Linked DNA regions of Zea mays: region 1 is linked to region 2. A link is a contact called in public Hi-C data. All regions are on one chromosome and are shown on one strand. The core of a region is the stretch at or near the end of the contact, and the rest is flanking DNA. Distances in the headings are between cores, read along the strand shown. Region 1 holds the start of LOC100278630 (Pollen Ole e 1 allergen and extensin family protein). Region 2 has its middle 38 kb from the start of LOC103643045.

What was found. A called contact is a pair of places that touch in the nucleus more often than the background predicts.
Region 1: a Hi-C map of leaf shows a contact between it and region 2, with 6 times the contacts expected there. The contact joins the promoter of LOC100278630 here to the enhancer-like site in region 2. A contact is called at or near these places in 4 of 25 Hi-C or Micro-C datasets (ear, leaf, root tip and 1 more).

What each region holds. Positions count from the first base shown.
Region 1 is chr4:193,875,977-193,882,825 of Zm-B73-REFERENCE-NAM-5.0, forward strand. LOC100278630 (Pollen Ole e 1 allergen and extensin family protein) reads right to left here and starts at 1,882. Exons shown (of 2, transcript NM_001151844.1): 1 at 1,531-1,882; 2 at 625-1,428. The coding sequence starts at 1,723. The coding sequence ends at 764. It overlaps LOC103654342 (a long non-coding RNA gene), which reads left to right and starts at 3,636. Exons shown (of 2, transcript XR_566033.4): 1 at 3,636-3,975; 2 at 4,848-5,677.
Region 2 is chr4:193,531,141-193,538,327 of Zm-B73-REFERENCE-NAM-5.0, forward strand. No RefSeq gene overlaps it. Among protein-coding and RNA genes, the nearest start is that of LOC103643045, 38 kb to the right of the region's middle. Within about 2 kb of position 2,996, at least 18 of the 20 cell types and tissues checked have an H3K27ac peak or open chromatin away from gene starts, as enhancers often do. A contact at or near this core is called in ear, leaf, root tip and 1 more, where this site is marked.

The DNA.
Region 1 (6,849 bases), core at 632-3,131, 340 kb after region 2:
GCACCGAAATTTCCATTCTGGTTATTCCAGCCATTAGAATTGGCTTCTGTCAGACGCTTCTTAGTAGCCTGCTCCAGAAAAACTGTTGCAAACGGACCTAAAGAAAAATTGTTCCAAACGGACCTAACGAAGATTCACTCTACCAGTGGTAATCCCATCATTAGCGGGAGGCTAAATCATCCCTTGCCAATTTATTATCCATAGAGGGAGCTTAATTAATTATCCATTGCGTTCTCGCTTTAATATTACTAGCAAAGTGTTTGTATATGTATTTTGTTGACTAAATAAGTGAGAATGTGAGTTTAAAGTCAACAACCATGATTCAAATCTTTATTTATATATAATTTTAGTTTTTTACCATTTAAATATGGGAGGGTGTTTTAAGTGGGTGCCCTCAGTTTTGGTGGTGTGCTCACTTATACCCTTAGTCGTGTTTTTTGCTCAGCTGTGTCCTTCCAGTGTTATAGAACAGAAGAGCACAGCTGAGCAAAAAAACACGACTAAGGGTATAAGTGAACACACCACCAAAACTGAGGGCACCAACTTAAAAAACCCGAGGGCGATGAGAGGTGAACGACAGGAGATAAAGGACGATGTAGAGCGACGATGGAAATTAGTGCTTTATATAGTGAATAGTTTCATTTTTGGTAGAGTAGAAAATTACAGCTCAGATTGACGAACAAGAAAATTACAGCTGACGGCAGTTCGTACGTACGTGCGTGTAAATGTAAAAGACAACACAGTACAGCTCCAAGTTTTTTTCTCAGGGATGATTCACGTTCACGGGGCGGCGATTCGTTGAAGCGGAGGCCGGCGGTACGCCAGGCACCCCCGGAGGAAGAACCGGCACCAGGGGTGGAAGAAGCTGGGGCGGCGGTGGCGGCGGCGGCGGCTTAACCAACGGCAACAACGGCGGTATTACCGACGACGGCGGTGGCTGTGGGACAAGCGGTGGCAGGACGGACGGCGGAGACGGGGTAGGCAGGAGCGGCGGCACGAGGGACGGCGGGGCTGGCGTGACCGGGTTGGGCGGGATGGGCACGCCGCCGACGTTGGGTGGCTCCGGCACGAGCGGGACCGGCGGGAAGAACAGGCCCTTGTTGCTGCAGAGCTCCGGGCGGACGGAGAAGGCGCCGGCGGAGAAGACGCGAGTGCCGCCGCCGTGGTCGTGCTTGTTGTGGTGGGCGACGAGGTGGAGCCCGCGAGCGGAGCTGGCGGTGGCGACGCACGGCGGCGACGCCTGCGGGAGGTGCACCGCCACCGAGCAGGACGTGACGGACCGGAGCTGGTGGCTGCTGCTGCTGCTTGAGCTGCTTGGCCCGTGCGCGAGGTGCACGCGGAACCTGCCGCTGCGGTCCGTCACGACGCCGTCCTTCCGGAACACCGTCCGGCCGTTCCCGTCGTGGCACCGGACCCCGACCAGGGTGCCTGAGACTGTGTTAGCTAGGTACACGGTCGAAGCAGGCAGGCACACAATCGAGGCCCAAAATAAACACCACGGTGGAAGCAGCACAATAGTTGCATGCGCACCTGAAGAAACGGCGGTGGTGGTAGCCTCGGAGCTGCCGGAGTGGACGACGACAACGGAGCCGACGACGACGTTGGCGGGCGCGGGTAGTAGTGGGCGTCCGTGCTTCCGGCCGCCGCCATGGTGGGTGGCTGAGTAGCAGTGCAAGCAAGAGAGCTGCACCAGAACAAGGAGCAACCAAGAAGCGCGGTTCATTGCAGCGGGCGCTATCTTCTCATGCGGCAGTGCTATAGCCTATAGGAGGCGCGCCGTTAGATTTATGCATGCATGGGGGCTTTTTTTTAAGCACGAGCATGGACTAAAAACAGGAGGCTATAACATAGTCCGGAACGAAATAATATGAGTTAGACTGGTATAGTCTAAAGGCAGGCCTAGGTCGGGTTTTCTAGCGCCCCTAGCATGACCCGCACGCAGTGGCGGACCTAGAATTTGACCATAGAGTATGCGATGCAAAAAATTATATATAATTCGGTAAAACAATATATAGTATGACGATAGATCCAGACGACGAACCTTCGAGAGACCGTGATTATATCTGACAATCTAATATATATACCATAGATGAGACATGAGAAGCGAACCTTCGATTTAGAGCAGGGTGGCGGCAGACTGCGACCCAACACTATGGCCAGGGCTCCGTTCTCTCCGATCAAGATTAGATTAGAAAAATGAAACGTCCATGCCACTAGGAAACTGAAACGGCGGTGGACTGCAGTCTACCGGGCACTACGAGTCAGAAAAATGAAACATCCAATGCACTATATTGCCGCTCGTGCCGCATCTTAATCGCCTAATGGGCCTCCTATCATGACGCCATACTGTCTAATGCACTATTTTTTTTTCCTTTTAGTTTTTACATATACAGTATATATATACTCGCTGGTTTTACAGGGTATGCCGGTGCATACCCGGCATACCCTGTAGGTCTGCCACTGCCCGCACGCGTGGGGCGGGTTTAGGCCAACACGGTCCAATTAAACCAATATTATTTATTTTTTTTAATTTTTAAGTTATAGACTTTATATGATTGTAATATTTGAATTTTATTTTGTCAAATGATACTCACATTATTTAATATATTTAGTTTAGTACGATATGTACTTTATATGGTTAATATTTGAATTTTGTATGGTTCAAACATATGGGTCGGATTTGGGTCGACATGGTCCAATAAAGACACGGCGTGTTTTAGAAACGAATAGACCGTTGTTTCTACTCTTTGAGCTAGCACGATATGACCTAAAATTTTTTTTTGAACCTTTTAGATCTAAACCCGTTTAATCCCAAATACAATGAGCTTGCGACGGACCGGCCCGATCCTACCCAATTCTCAGCACTAGTGCTGGTTAGGACTTGAAGAGAAGCAGAGGAGATGTCGGTTTCTCGTGTGAATGGACGTAGGCGAAGAAGACATCGTCGGATTTGCGGCGAATGGTCCAGGAATGAATGAACTTGTTCGGATTTGCCGTCTCTATCAGTGCATGTGCATATTCTGCGTACTACGTTCGTTGTCTTCAACATAGTGAATTTCAATTTACTGTACTTCTCCGTTCCTTTTTATTTGTCACCGTTTTAGTTGAAAAATAAACTAACGAATCTTTTTTATTTATCATGTTTTATTAGTTGAAAAATAAACTGAGAACGAAGGTATTACATGTCAAAGTAGATAGAGATCGGTAATGTTGTAGCCTCTAGGGCCTTGCATGATAGTGCCAAAGACACGCGTAGACGAATGTGAATATGGGATGGGATGTTTTTGGGAGGTTCTGGTCCTCTTTATCTGTGCCTGTGCATTCTGCGGCCTCTATTCTATGGCCTGGCTTCTGGCGCTTTCTGCCCTCACGTTTCACGGGCTCTTGTCTTAACGTGCTCCTAGCTAGAAAGAAGTCGGCAGGGAATTAGTTTCTTTTTTTTTAAACAACAAAGAGTCGGCAGGGAAATGGTCATATCTTGTTGAGAGAGAGAGAGATTTTTTGGATCGAGTTGCAGGATCGACGCCGTGATACAATCATGTGTATAATAATAAGTTAACAACGGAGTTCATATCAATGTTGTCAAAGAAAAAACAACAGAGTTCATATCACATCCCAACCCAACGAGAGGTAGTATTGAAACATGTCCCTGGTTCTTCCTCGCCCGTCCAACCTCCCCATTGCTGCCCCACCACCTCGTCATCCCCATGGTGTCTGCTCTCGTCTTCCTCGGAGAAGGCAAAATTCAGCCCATGCTCGAGTGGTTGGCCCTCCCTAGGGCACGGCGCGGCACGGTTGGCCAGGGCGGTTCTCAGCCCGGTTCACCTTTTTCTCTACAGGAATGGGCCCAAGATCCGAGTCCTCGTAGATGGAGAGGGTGGACATCTGGCATCGATATAAGGCCGGCTAGACGAGGAAGCCAGACAACCCATACTAACCCTCGTCTAGAAGATTCCGGCGCACCGCGCGAGTCGGGTAAGTCCTCTCCCGTTTCCATGTGACTTGGTTGGCTCCCGTTTCCCTCTCCATTTCGCATTGTCTTCTGTCACATCCGGATTTAAAGAAATAAAGTCAGGTGCATTTCATATATGCGCCAAGAAAGAACATCATATATAATGACAAAGTGTATAGAGATAAATGTCACATATAACATAAATGTCATTATTACATATATAGCGTAAGTCTTACAAAAATAAATTATAAAAATAAAGCGAACTAAATATTATTTCCTGGCGCCACAAAGCTGACTGAGAGACGTCACCTAGATCAACTCGTATGCTTCATTGTAGGGCGGCTCATCTTTGACCACCTACTCTTCACCTGTGGGGGGTTTACATATCGCAAGTGTGAGCTCACAAAAGATCATAGCTCAACAAGTTGTGGGAAATAATATGCATAAACTCACCAAATGTAGGAGCTCATGTGAAGTGTAAGACTGATTAATAAATAAGAGTTAAAGCTGAGCATTGCTTTTATAAGTTGGTCAAATTTTATTAGCAGTTATTAAATGTAAGTAAATACCAAACCAAAGTAATAGTAGATCAAAATAATAATAAATCCCAATGCGATGCAAATGACAAATTGAATTTAATTCTATAAATTAATCATGCGAGCGTCCGAGCCACTCATGACCGTGAGCACGGTTAATATAGCAGTTTTACACTCTGCGGAGGTTGTACATCTTTACCGACAAGTCATATTACCCATCTGTCAATGGATCATGACTTCTCATACACCTCCATCAAGGAAGCGAGACAATTTATAAAAAATCAGAAGAATTGTATGTGTTACTTACTCACATCTTCATTCTCTGCTGTTTTTGGTTGGACTCGTGGGCTTTGAATCAGAAAGAGACATCAAGAAAGACGCTGGAGTAAGGAAGGAAGCTAATCAGAAGAATTGATGAAGATGTTTTCAACCGCTCTTTTGGCTGGTCTCTTGTCGATCGTCGCATTATGAAAATAAAGGCGCAAAACGATGGAGCTGGTTTGCCAGCATATAGAAGCTTTTCCACCTGGTCGTAAGCTGCTTTTGACGGCCTGAACTCAGTGGTGTGTGGTTGCTTGTAAGGCTGCCTCCAACAATACCCTGTAAAGCATCCGGTACCCTATATTTAGCGTTTCCAATCGTTCGCTACGCGTCCAACAAGGATCGGTAAAACATCCGCTAAAACATAGCGTCTGTCCGGCGATCGCTAAATGTGGCGTTTCTCTCTCCATCCTCTATCCATGTGCGTGCTCGATATTTTCGTACAAGTCGCCAGCAGTGCTACGACAGTTACCCATCCACCACCGTGCTATGGCTGTCGGGGGCGGAGCTTCCACGCCACGGTGGTGCAGCTCGAGGACCAACAAGCGGGGATGAAAGCCCTCAACGCCATGGCCATGGGGGCAGAGCTTCGACGCTGCGACAGCGCAGGTAGTAGCCTCGGCTGTGACATCCGCATCAGCGTGCTCGAGCCAACATGGGAGGCCACCATTGTTGCCGGGGAAGGCCCACTATGACAGCCTGGTGGAGTAGCTTGCGAATGCAACGATGTGGACAAATGCAGCGATGTGGTGTCCACCGTGTGTGCGAGTAGCTAGGCCGCCAACAGTGATCTGTGCCAAATGCTGGACGACGCATGATACATGTTTGATGAAATGGTCAGCCGACGTCTAGTACCAGCTTTTGTTCCTGTTTTGTTTGTCCATTTATTTATTAATTGTTAATTCACTTCTGGTACTTTATGCTGACATATTGAAGTCAAAACTTTATTTAATTAGTATTTTTTGTTTATAAAATAATATATTTGATTAATTAAGTTGATATATTAAAACAGATGAGATATAGAGGATGTATTTTAGAGGACGTTGTTGGAGACGGGAAAGATTTAGGGGACGAAATCTTTTAGAGTATACTGTAAAGGACAGGGAATATTCTTTTAGAGGATGAAGTTTAGGGGACGTTGCTGGAGACAGCCTAACCGGTAGGAATGTTTCTGTAAAAAGACTTAGCTGGTGTTACCTTGCTGTTTAGGGTGTTTTCCCTTTAGGGCTAGTTTGAGACACCATTTTCCCAAAATATTTTTATTTTTTCAAAGAAAATTAGTTTATTTTCTTTTGGTAGGGAAAATAGGAATCCCTCGAAAAAATGGTGTTCTCAAACTAGCCCTTAAGAAACGATTCTGGATAGGAGAGGGATTACCGTTGCTTGCAGTTTGGTCTTGTAAATCTTGGTTTGCTGGTCATGTTTCAAACATTGTTCCTATTTCATAATGAAATGGAGGGAAACTCCTTACTGTTAAAAAAACACAATTCTAGTTTCTATAACAGTCCAAATAGGATAGGACTTGAGACAAGTCAGAGAGGTGTTGGGTGTGTCCTCTACAGCTGGTCATCAGTGACCGGATTGGGCTAAACCCAACTATCTATCTCTTTAAATGGGCCCTTGATTGGGAGGGCCCACGCTAACCTCGGTTGGAGCCCCCAGGCACACGACGCTATAAATATAGGACTAAGGGGTCGCAGGAAAGACGAACGCTAGTTCCTCACCCCAAAACCCTAGTCCCAAGAGGCCCCCATCGCCTAGACGTCGGAGTGTTTGGAAACGCGACAACCTACAGCGGCTCGGATCCCGATGCCTGCTGCTTCTCTGCAGGGCAACGGTATGAAGATAGCAACAGCAACAAGGTGTGTTTCCCCATTTCTCTGAGTAGAACAGTAGATCAGATCTACATGTCATCAAGGTTTTACTTTCAATTACAGATTGGTATTCTAGGGACTTAGGAATCGATCCTAGACAGTATAGATCCTAACAATGGTATCGGAGCCGTCCTAAGAACCCTAGATCTCCTAATCCGCTCGGTTT
Region 2 (7,187 bases), core at 1,746-4,245:
AAACCTTCAACGTAGATAGTAGATCATTTACCTCAACGTCAAAACTGTCCTGCGGAGAGTATGTTTTTGCGAATTTGCTGCAACATGCTTCTAGTTCAGTATCATTTAACGACTTCAATATTGTCGAGCTCAATAAAAACCCAAATATACTCTTGAATGTCTGGAGTTCTTCAAATCTGTTTTTTAGTGAACTGTTTGTGAAAGGGAAATGGCTTAACCATTTTATATAATCGATTTTGGTGCTTGACAACCATCATAAATCTTTTGTACTAACTATTTTGTCTAGTTGATTATTTCTAGGTGCATAAGTCCATCTATATCAATTCTAAGTTGACTGTCCGGAATACCGTAGATTATTCCGGACAAGAGAAGCTTCTTGGAAAATTTACCTATGCACGGACCATTAGACCTATGTCGATCGTCGGCCAACAGACGGACGAAGTCACGGACGAAACCAAGGCGGCGGCAACATGACGATTAAAATTCCAGACGTAGTTTTGGTTAGTTAAACAATTGAAAAACATGACCATTGTAACTTTAGAAGGTCGAATCCAACACCTAAGACTATATATACATGTACAAGTAGCTTGGAGGCCCTTCCAAAATTGGGGGCTCGGTGCGGCCGCTCCACTTGCCCCCTCCAGTTTCGGCTGAGTCTACGTCATCACTCTAATGCAGGTTTAAGGGTTTCTTTTTGGCTAGCTTGTCCATGCAAAACCTGATCGAGGAGGCTGTCATCAAACATCACAGCCACAAGACGCCAATCTTGTCATGATGCATCAAGGAGAACCACACTAGTATATACATTGCAATACAATCTGAAATCTGGTGAAAAAACACGATTCAAATATGGTGGGAAATTTCAAAAGTTTAAAACTAATTCTTGTTCATCTTTAGTTGCAGTTCATTTTTTTGCACATGTAAATCTATACTATAAAAGATTGAGTTTTTTGTTCATTACAATTACAATTAAGTTTTCTTTTGTCGATTCACTACAATAGTTAAATTTAGTTTTTTATTAAAATAGTATGATCTACCTGGGGGCTTCGTCTCTTCCACCGACCACCGCATCCTGTGCGGTAGCGATGGTGCCACGGTGGCCTCCATTTGCGCTAGGAACAACACGGCGCTGGCGCGGGGCTCACGAGGGTGAACGAAGAGGGTGCAACAAACCAACGCCAATCTCGCAACGGCCATCCGGAAACATATGATGGAAATATTTTATTTTATCGTATATGGGCAGAGAAGATGGACCCCACACTTGACCCTTTTAAAATGATCAAAAATTTTATTAATAACTCGTTTCAGGCTTTTTAAATATTATAATCGTTTCTTAAAAATAAATATTTTGTTAATAACCTGTTTCAAGATTTTGTAAATATTATAAATCATTTTAAATTAATTTTTTTAAAATATTATATTCTTTTCTAAATTAAATATTTTAATGACTCATTTCAAGATTTTTTTATCTCTACCAATTTTTATCATTTCCATGGTCGTACGGTGTCAACACTTTTGTAAACCCTCCCTTATATTCCTCTGTAATCAACCTATGTCCAAGCCTCTCCATCCCAATAGCTCTGTTTCACCTCCCCCTCTGTCGCCTCACCTTCTTCCATCGGATCGCGCCACAAAAGCCACTGCCTCTCCTCTCTCCTCGCTCTCCACTAGAAACCCTATATCACTCCTTCAGATCCGACGAGACCATGCTAAAGAGGAAGCTGGATCGACCCTCGAGAAAGGTGAGTCAACCATTCTAGGTGCTCGGTGCCCTGTCCTACGAGAGTTCCGATTTCTCGATGTCACCTCCACGCGGGGCTAGTCTCGGGCAGATCTATGATTGATTGGTGGGTGCCCCTAATTTGACGTATGGTTATTGCGTCACGCAGGTGGGCTATCGCCTGGGATTGAGAAGGACAAGGCCATCGCCACCATAGGGTTCGTTGACCAATCCGAAGGTGTAGATTTCTTCATTTGAACTCACTTGCCTGCTATTCCTCTCTAAATCATCTAGGACTGCCCACTTAACTTAGCAGCTTGAGGAGTTTCTGTAGCGGGCACCAAGCATAAGTGTCAAGGGTTCGGTTGGGGATTGACAGATCATGTTGCGTAATAATTTGTATGATATTGAGGTCAATGATAATATTTGTATTATTCATTTTCATGTAATCTTGTGCACTAACATTTTATCGAATAATTTGTGTGTTGTCACGCGTGTATCCACGCGACAGTATCTTCGCTTATATGCAACAAGGTTGACACAATGTGCCAAGTGGAGCTAGTAGTATAGCCCATTTGGAAACATAGAATAATTTAGAGCATATAGTATATAAAGTTATTTAGGGATTAGCTACATAGAGAAAACACTATGAAAAATATGACTTATAGTTGTTGCTAGTCGCAAATGTTTACTGAAGTTTGTGATTAGTTTCTTAATCATAGTTGTAACACCCTAAAATCGTGTCTCGATTAGCAGAAAAGTGCTTCAAAGAATTTGGATTTTAAAATGTCTTTTAAATAAGGAATTTATTAGCTTTTGAACCATTTTCTTAAAATTAAATAAATAATGATGTCATATTCAAAGTTAGATTATATCTTGAAACTAGAATTCTAATTTGAAATTCATAAAGTAAATAAACATTTAAGATTGGCAATTGTTTGTATGAGTAAATTGCTTTGCTCATGGATTATGTATTAGTATTTATTCAAAGGAATTAGATTGTTAATAAGTGAATATAACTTGCATATCATGATTGAGTTTTTGCTTGTGCATCTAAATTAAAAGTTTGCAATTCAAATTGGGTTGGAGTTTGAAGACTTGAAATCGAACTTGAAATCTGAAAATAGCAAATAAAACAGAAAATGCAAGAAAACAAAAGAAAAAGGCTCCCTGCGTGTTGGGGCCAATTCACTTGCCCCGTGGCCCACTCGCTAGTTCAGCCCAGTATCCCGCGCGGCTCAGTACTGCCCTCCCACACACACGCCTAGGCTAGACCTCCCAACCGTCACGGTCTCTGGCGTGTGGGTCCGCTGCGTCAGCGACTTTCTTACGCGCGCGGACTCTAGTTGTTTCCCTGCCACGTGAGCCCGAGTCGTCAGCGCGTCTTCTCCGTTGTGGCGAACGCGAACTTCTAATAGAAATATAGAATCACATTAGATACGAGCGGGATGGTAGGGATTTGCATCGCGCTCTCGTCCGGGCTATACAAATTCGTTCGTCGCTGCCCCCCGGTCATCCGAAACCATCGCGAGGAGCCAACTAGCGTCGTCGTCGTGAAGTTCGAGCGAGGGAGAGAATTCGGCCACAACCAGTCCCTGCATACACCGCCTCTCAACCTTCAGAGGATGGCCATGGGAGATCGCTGGACATGTAGCTCATGCAAGAGCCATAACGAGCGAGATTGGGGATCATGGTGAAAGGATATTTTTCACTAGACTGAAGGTGATGCCACGAAGCCATGGAAGTCATGGTCCCGCACCTCCATCATCGCCTATGTACACGGTGTGGTCGAGGATGATAGCCTGTGCGTGTGAAAGCTTGATGCAGCTTCATTTGGAGGTGATAGCCTTAGGTGCCTCCATGATTTCTCGTCGGATCGGAGCGTGTTCACCGCCGAACAACGACCATGTGTCATTACCAGGGCTCTGCACAGCATGATACTAAGTAAGGATGCTCTCCTTGTGTTTCTCCTTGTCTCCGCGTCCTCTTGCGCTTGCTGGGTGGTCGGAAGGGAGCCGGAAGGGCCATGCGGGCAGCTCAGGCGGGGATCGTTGCCACAGTGTGCACTGCGTCATCGTGGTTGGGGATCGGGGGGAGGAAGCAGGCCCCTGTATCGTTCATTCGGTGATGGACGGTCCCGATTAGAAGCTCATACCTCTTCGGCCTGATTAAATCAGAGTCGTCGAGATCAGATCCGAGGGCTCAGAGTTTGTCATGGTGTGGCGCGTTCTTGGTCGTAGATTACGGATCCTGTGGTAGTGGATGCGTGCAGGTTCGGTCATTATATAAGGACCCTCAAATTAGGATCCAACGGCTCTGAATATTCGGTAACCTTTTGTTGTAGCAATTTTGTTTATGGGCCCGTATAATTTTTATAAATAACCCACAGTCCAAAGCATAATGGGAAGAAAATTAAATTAGGTCCAGAATTTTACAAAGCCGACCGTGGATTTTTCATAAATAGTAGCCACAGTCCAAATAAAATAAATAGTAGGCACAATCCAAATAAATAGTAGCCACATTCCATACCGCTGACCCTTAACTTGCATATCACAAACACAATAGATAGTTACAAAATCGCTTGGGGTCTCTCGGCTTAACTGGTATCTACCTTGTTGTGGTGGTATGTCACACCCGGATTTATAGAGGGTTATTTTAATTTCCTAAAGAAATCCAAGCACGTCTCAAATTGTGCTAGTATTAAGTCTCACACATATGATGACTCATGGTACAAAAATCAATGCCACATCTTTATTATATAATAGGGGTTCTGTACAAAATAGCTAAATAAATGCATGATATGACAACAACGATTCTCCTCAACTATAGTTGACTTGGAGACGATGACCTAGACCTCTCACGAACTCATCTTAGCATCCTTCATGCTCCTCATTTTGCGATACCTGTTCTTGACCTGGTATGAGTTTCGCAAGAGTGAACTCACATACGTTCATCGCACAAGTTGTGGGGAATAATGCGCATGAGCTCACTTACGGTGGCGACTCATGTGAAGTGTAAGGCTTACTAAAAAGAATGGTTAAGGCCGAGCATTGCTTTTAGTGTTGGTCAAAAGTTTATTAGAAATCACTATGTACAAGTTTATACCAACCCAATTAAAATTCCACAATGCAATGCATATGATAGATTAAGTTTAATTCCATAAATTACTCATGTGAGTGTCCGAGCCGCTCATGACCTTGAGCACGACTAATATACCAGTTTGACACTCTGTAAAGGTTGCACATCTTTACCCACAAGTCGTGTATCACATCTAGCCAAGGTTTGCAAGATCCTTAGATACTCCCAAGGTGAATGGCTAGGGATCCACTATGAGGCCATTGCAAAGTTCCACTAGCTTTAGAAAACCTGCTACGGTTTCTTGAGAAGGGGGCGATAAAGGAATCCCTCGTCTAATTTAGAGCTAAGTTAATTTTCTATTTCAAGCATAAATTGCAACAAACAAAAATTCAACATGAATGCAAAGCATTTTTATTAATTAATTTATCCATTTAAGCAAATGAAAATCGATAGGAAATAATTCATGTAAGATGTTTTTCCATAATAATTATTAAAGAAAATAATTCAAAACACAGCCTCTTTTAGAAGTACAATAAAATAAATTTATAATCTTTACATGTTTATTTAAAAGAATATAATTTCTTATATAAAATTTATATTAAGAGATAGTTTTAACTTTATTCTTTTTTAGAGAGTAGATCTTTAACACATAGGATATTTCACATAAGAATCTTTTAGTTAATCTATTATTTGAAAACACATTTATTTAAATCATGAAATGAGTTTTCTTAATTTACCCAGAATAGGATTTTGGAGTGTTACAAATTATACCCCTTAAAAAAATCTCGTCCTCGAGATTAGTAAGAAAAGGAATGCAACAACTTTGGTTTGCGATTTACCTTTTAGTTTCTTAATTGGTTCAAAGATCGAAGGTTTTTTTCTTTTTTAAGTACTAATTAATAGGTGCTTTTAAGAAAGCATGGATATCTTTTAGGTCTAAGATAAGATATGGCTAGAGCAAGGATAGATTTCATGAGGTACGTAGGTTAGTCAGAATCTATGTTTTGTTGTTAGGTTGAAATAGAGGAGTTATGCAACCATCTAATAGGTAAGGTAGTTGCATATGGTCTGGTAGTTGTATATGTAGTTATAAATGCCCGAGTTATTCTAGGTGACAAATTTAGGATTAAGTGAACTAGGTGAAAACAGAGTTTGTAGATATAAGGTTTAATCTACTAACTAATATGGGTTAATTTACTTGTAGTAGAATAGAAGAATGTGTAGATAAAAAAAAGATAGGGGGAGGGGGTACGTATTATGGTTGATGGGATACAAAGGATATGAATTACAGAGTTGTTGTGGAAGCCAACCGAAATGAGCAGATATCCTCTTGGATTTGTGAGGCCAGCACGTGAAAGACTTGTTACTTGGACTGAAAAACCCTACGACATCGCTCTTTCCAAATATTCCATAGAGTGTAGATCATCACTTGCAGTTGATGTGCGTCCTGCACTGACCAGACCAATGCCTGCCACCAATGTGATATTCCATGTGGGACTTGTGACGGCAGATTAAGATGGAAATAGTTTGCAAATAGCTGCCAGCAATGGAGGGCGTAACTGCAAAGATGCCATCAAGTGTATATGAGATTCACGATCATTCTGGCAAAGGGTGCAGGTAAGAACGACGTGTCCCCCATGCCTGACAATTCTATCCACAGTAGGGAGTCGACTCTGTAGGAGCAGCCAGAGAAAAATCTTGCATTTACTTGGCATCTTTGCCGTCCAAATCTTCATCCAATTGTGCTTGTTCATGCTACCGAAGAATTTGACTTGATATGCCGAACTAGCCGTGTAGCAATTGGTTTTCCCAAAATTCCATGTAACGGTGTTGTCGAGGACCATAATTAGGGGTACCCTCAAGACTCCTAAATCTCAGCTGGTAACCCCCATCAGCACAAAGCTGCAAAGGCCTGATGGGTGCGATTAAGTCAAGGACTCGACCTCAGCCTTGGAAGACAGACTCGACCTCGACCTCGGAGGAGCCTCCACCTCGCCCAACCCAGGGCTCGGACCGACCACGTCACAGGAGGTGCCATCATTACCCTACCCCAAGCTGACTCAGGCTACGGGGAACAAGACCGGCGTCCCATCTGGCTCGCTCCGCCAAACAAGTAATGATGGCGCCCCGCATGCTCTATGACGACGGCGGCTCTCAGCCCCCTTACGGAAGCAAGAGGACGTCAGCAAGGACCCGATAGCCCCGACAGCTGTCCTTCCGCCAGGCTCCGGCGCTCCTCCGACGGCCACGACACCACACGAACCGGGTGCCAAAACCTCTCCGGCTGCCACGATGGCATGTACTTAGGGCACTAGCTCTCCTCTGCTAGACACGTTAGCACACTGCTACACCCACCATTGTACACCTGGATCCTCTCCTTACGCCTATA